Regions from separate parts of the Rattus norvegicus genome. Here region 1 is linked to region 2. A link is a contact called in public Hi-C data. All regions are on one chromosome and are shown on one strand. Each heading gives the region's core, a stretch centred on a gene start, on an enhancer-like site or on the middle of the called end of the contact. The rest is flanking DNA. Distances are from core to core; before and after follow the strand shown. Region 1 holds the start of Bcl11b (BCL11 transcription factor B). Region 2 has its middle 27 kb from the start of Trnap-agg18.

Region 1 (2,700 bases), core at 53-2,552, 2.2 Mb before region 2:
ACAGCACTCCGCCCCCTTTCTCAGGGAGTCCGGCTCCCGGGGGAGGAAGAGTGAGTGGGGACAAGATTTTATTTTATTTACTCCCCCCCACCCCCACTTTTGCGAAGCCGGTGCTCGGTGATAAGACCAGCTCACAAAAACAGTAGTTTGCACGTGTGGCCGGCCTGGGTTGCGGGTGTGCGCACTGGCGAGTGTGTGTGAGTGCGCGCGCGCGTGTCTCGGTGTGTGCTTTCTTGTTCTCTTACAGGGTACAATGTTAAAAAGCCACCGCTAGTCGCCCCCAGTGCTCCGACTCTCTGGGTCTTTTTGTCTCTAGAGCAGATTAAACGTCACGTCCGCACTTGAACTTGAATTTTATCCCATTGTACAGAGGCAGCCCCAGCCACAGAGAGACCGAGAGCTCCCGGAGAACCCGGACTCCGCCATCTTCACGTTGCAATCTATAGCTCCCGTCCACGCCCGCACCGACCCGGGCGCATTGGGCGAGCCGCCCCGCAGTCCCGCTCCCCCTGGGCCGGCGGCGCCGGGCAGCGCTGGGGAGCGCACGCGGGGACCCGCAGCCCCTCCGGCCGGCGCCAGCCTGCCAGGTGACCCGGGAAGGAGCCGCTCCCGGAGTCCCCCAGAGCCTCGGAGGGGTCAGCCTCCGAGAAAGAAAAAAAGCAGGCAGCGCGCAGAAAACCCAGAAAGAACCGAACCAAGGCAGTTTTTCATTGCTTTCGGGTTTTTTGAGGGGGCGGGGTGAGGGGGTACGAGACAAGTCCCCAAGTTTTCTTTGCCTTTTTTTTTTTTTTTGCTTTTTTGAAATTTGTTTGCATTTTTCCTCCCCCCTCCCCTTGGGTGGAAGTGCGCGTTCCACCTACCAGACCCCGAAAGAAAAGTGTCAGAGGCCGGTGCAAAACCCGGCGTAACTTCAAGAAGACATTTACAAGTCTAAGAGGCCAAGCACTTTGAAGAAGTGTGAGAGATATTTTTCCTCCAAAAGAATATATTTTTAAAGAAACCGGCCAGCCCGCGGCGAGCAACAGCAGCTTTATAATTTATTTTAGCCTTTCTCTATTTTAGAGCAAGCCATCTTCCTGGCTTTTTCTTTTTTCTTTTTGCAAAAACAAAAACAAAAACACAGCCCAGAAGAAAAAGCAAAATAAAGACGAAGAAGAAGAAGAAGAGGAGGAAGAGAGGAAGGGCAGAGGCACCAACCCGGGCGGAGGAGGAGGCGCGGCGGCGGCGGCGGCGGCTCAGACCCCCTCCCCGGCCCGCATCTGTGCAGCTTTCCGGGCGATGCCAGAATAGATGCCGGGGCAATGTCCCGCCGCAAACAGGGCAACCCGCAGCACTTGTCCCAGAGGGAACTCATCACGCGTAAGTGTCCGCCGCACGCGCGAGGGGCCGGCGGCTGGGGCTCCGGGCGCCCGGGGCTGGGGACACCAAACCGGGCTCAGAGGCCGAGCGTGGGGCTCTGGGAAAGTTTCTCTGCAGCCGGGGGCAGCCGCCGCGGGCTCCGGGCCGGGGAGGGGGTGCGCGGGCTTGCAGGCGGCTGTGCGCGCCGAGCCCGGCTGGACGCTCGGCCCTCCAAGCGGCGTGTGTGGCGGCGGCGGCGCTGGTGGCGGGGTTTGGAGAGGAGGGGGAGGGGGCCGGGGAGCGGAGGGGGAGGGGGAACCGGGAAAAGTTGGCGAGCGCGTGGGTCCGCGCTCGGAGAAGCGGGCGGACGGAGCCCCGAGTGAGCCCTGGACCCGAGGACCCGCAGGGTAAAGGGGTAGCCGCGGGCTTCGGGTTCCCGGTCGCTGCGCCCCGCCAGGCAGGGCGCCGACCGCGCCGCTGCTAGGATTCCGAAGCCGCCGTCCCCTCCCCTCCTCTCGCTATTTGCAAAAGAATCCAGCTGCGCAGCTGTTTGCTGGGCTGGAGCACCCCCTCCTCATTTCCCCACCTCCGTCTCCTGGGACGGTCTTGTCTTCTTTCCCCCCCAACTCAAAAAAAAAAAAAAGGTGTGGGGGGAGGTTTTGGGTTGGTGAAAAAAAATCCCCGCCACGAGTTAAAAAAAAGAGTCATGAGTGGGAAAAGAGGGATGCTCTTGTAACAGTAAAAATGAAGAGGAGAAAAAAAAAAGGAAGGGGAGAAAATACCTATCATCCTCTTATCCATCTCTCTATCTCTGTATCTTTCATCTTCCCCATCTAAATAAACAAGGCAGGTCGCAGTGCAAATCCGCCGGATTTCAAGCAAGTGGCGGGGCTGGCAAAGTCAGGCAGCAGGGCAGACACTCAGCGGCTTCCAACGCCCCAGCTGGGTTCGTTTAGAAAAGAAAACGCCAGCGCGAGCCGCGCAGGTACACAGTTCTCCCGGAACCCGCCGGGTCCCGGCGCTGCCACCAGCGAGGTCGGCTTGCAGAGCTCTGGGACGCCCTGGCCGCAGCCAGCGCGAGTCTCTCCCCGCGGGTTTTTTTTTTTTCTCTTTTGGTTGCGGTTGCTTTTTATTTATTATTTTTTTTATTGCAATAGAAATAAAATTTCCTCTGGGTGCCATCGAGACCTCAGGCAGGTTGTAATCTTGCAATTCTTCGCTCACCTCACTGCGTTGGGGCCGGGCTCCCCGCGCTGGAGCTGGAGAAGCCTGTGAATGACGGGCCGCCGCTGAGGACTGACTGCCCTGCAGTCGAGAGCCGAATATTTATGTTATATTTTAAAGAATTTAAATAAATAAATA
Region 2 (2,700 bases), core at 18-2,517:
GTAAATTTGGTATTGATCTCCCTTGATGATCTTAGCAACCCAGAGCTAAGGAGGTATTGGGGCAGTGATAACAAATTCAGGATTTTTTTTTTTTTTATCATATGAGTTATAGGCCAACAACAGTGTGTTGAAACCCAGAAGCCACTTTCTAGGGCCAGCTTACGCTATGCTTCCTTTGGCCCTGATTGCTTTTCTCAGTCAGAACCTGCCCTAGCCAGGGGGTGAAGACATGAGAGAAAGTGAGGAAGTGATTACTACTGTAAGGGGTTCTCCCTTCAACTCTGTAAGAACCTTTCAGTTACCAGGCTCCCCCAGCTGGGTTTCCTGTCATGGTGCTCAGTAAACAGAAACAAGAACCTTCAGGTCAGAACCTTTTCCCACAAGCTTGGACTGGGACACAGCAGGTGGTTTCTGCTTTGAGGACTCATCGGTACTCAAACTTCAAGACCCAGGAACTGTTTCTTTGAGGTCTGTTTAAGAAGTCAGAGGTTTGAATCCTAGCTCCCACAGTTCCCGGCTGATGTTCTTAAGCAAACTGTCGGCTTTCTCTGAATCCTTAGAGCGACCCAATCCCCATCAGGTTGTTTGAGAAGTGGAACGGAATGTTGCAGAGAGCTGGGACTGTGCCTGAAGAGCCAGGAGCCCTGCTCTGTCCCGTCACTGGCAACTGGCTCAGACGCCCAGAAGGTACAGACCTTGGAAAGTATTCTCTCCATATCCCTTTCTTCCTATCTACAATGGGGAGTGTATGTTTCAAAGGTTTACTGGGAGAATACCCAGAGATCATCCATGTGATACACCAGCATGTCTAGGATATAAAGTCCTAGACACTGGCACATTCTCCGGTACACAGGAAGCTCTTCATGACAGAGCTTGGTCCAGTCACCATGTGGTTCCTACAGACACGTAAAACATAGCCTCCCCAAGTTCCCAGGAACTGCTCCCCATTCACACAAAGGACCAAAACTGAGCCAGAGTGCTTTGAGAACAGAGGACATAGCCCAGCCTGAAATACCTTGACCATCTCAGAAGAGACAAATCTATTAGGGGAAGCCTGAAGGTCGGTGCTGGGCAGAGGAGTTGGGACAAAAGCTTCAGAGCACCTAGAAGGGAGCAGCCATGGGGTTGAGCAGGCCACACGTGGCCTGGGGTGCTCAGCCTACGTATCCCACTCCTGCCAGTCACTGAGCTTGGATGGATGGGTACACAGAGAAGCCACGCCCTGCTAACATCCGACTCCCTGCCTACATGTTGGTCCTGTTGGTGCAGCTGAGTGTAGTGAGCAGAAGGTGGCCTAAGTAATATGTGTGACAGGCTGTCAGGCCGAGCTGCTAGGCCAAAGCCCCACAAGCCCGGGGAACCAATCTTAGTCGGGGCACAGGCCAGGTCCCACTACTGCTGAGTGGCATGGTTGTTCAGGGACTGGAGCAGGCAGAAGGCACACACATTCCTGCCCTGATGAGCAGGGGACCCTGGGTATGGAGATGGATATCCAGTCCTTCTCGAGCAAAGGTTCCCAAGGACCTGTCCCCATTTCTCCTCTTCCTGACAGCCCTGCTCCTGTCCCGCCCCCAGCCCACTGCCTCCCGACAGAGCTACGTATTGTTCACCATGTACCCTCCCCTTGAGCCTTCAGTAGAAGCTGTAATTAGAACCAGACAGACAAGCACCACCAGAAACCCGTGCTTCCCCCTCTCCGGTTGGGTGGATGTCTAGTGTCTTCTGTTCAGGCTGTAAGCTGCCACACTTGGAAGGGGGATGGGCACTGTCATTTGGTCAAGCTCCTGGGTGCACACACACACAGACACACCACATTGAGTATGAAGATTTAGGGGCCACTAAGGGGAATGTAGGCATGTAAAAATGGAAACCCCTCAAGGGCAGGTCAGGAAAAATAAGCAAGCAGAGCCTGAGAGAAGAGAGACCGAGATGTTAGACGCCATACTGGCGTCAGGTGGGTGTGGAGGTCCCAGCACTTATTAATGATGGATGCCAAAGACTTTTAAAAGGCTTTCCCATGGGCCAGGAAGATGGCTCAGCTTGAAGGCATTTGCCATCAAACCTAACGGCCTGAGTTCAATCCCCACATGGTGGAATTAACTCCCATGAGATGCTCTCTGACCTCCACATGTGCACGTGCTACCAAACACAGCAAAACGTTTTTTTTTTTTAAAAAAAGGAAAACCGGGCTGGAGAGATGGCTCAGCGGTTAAGAGCACCCGACTACTCTTCCAGAGGTCCTGAGTTCAATTCCCAGCAACCACATGGTGGCTCACAACCATCTGTAAAGAGATCTGATGCCCTCTTCTGGTGTGCCTGAAGACAGCTACAGTGTACTTACATATAATAAATGAATAAATCTGTAAAAAAAAAAAAAAAATGGAAAACCTCCCGAGGAAGGACTCTGCACGTGTGGGTCCTACTGAACTTGTTACACCCTCAGTCTTCAACATACTGTTCCCTCACACGCCTTAGTCAGTCAGGACAGAGGTGCCAACAGCGGATTTCCAGAGTAGGTGTAGACAATGGCCCGGGAAGGGAATGTCCAGTCTGCAGGCAGGCATGTGCTGCAGCTCACCGCCCCACCAGGACTTTGGGCTGGAATCATCTATCCATCCTTGGGCACGGCTGTGTGTGCCCTTCCTTTCCTCTGGTTGGGCTGTCTTGATCACACCCCAGCTCCTAATTGCTGTTCTCAGA

The links. Hi-C and Micro-C count contacts between places; a contact is called where the count stands out from the background.
Region 1: a Hi-C map of frontal cortex shows a contact between it and region 2, with 2.8 times the contacts expected there. The contact joins the promoter of Bcl11b here to the enhancer-like site in region 2. A contact is called at or near these places in 3 of 12 Hi-C or Micro-C datasets (the A7r5 cell line, Schwann cells and frontal cortex).

Annotation. Positions count from the first base shown.
Region 1 is chr6:132,689,704-132,692,403 of GRCr8, reverse strand. Bcl11b (BCL11 transcription factor B) reads left to right here and starts at 1,302. Exons shown (of 4, transcript NM_001277287.1): 1 at 1,302-1,359. The coding sequence starts at 1,302.
Region 2 is chr6:130,509,003-130,511,702 of GRCr8, reverse strand. No RefSeq gene overlaps it. Among named protein-coding and RNA genes, the nearest start is that of Trnap-agg18, 27 kb to the right of the region's middle. Within about 2 kb of position 1,267, at least 7 of the 93 cell types and tissues checked have an H3K27ac peak or open chromatin away from gene starts, as enhancers often do.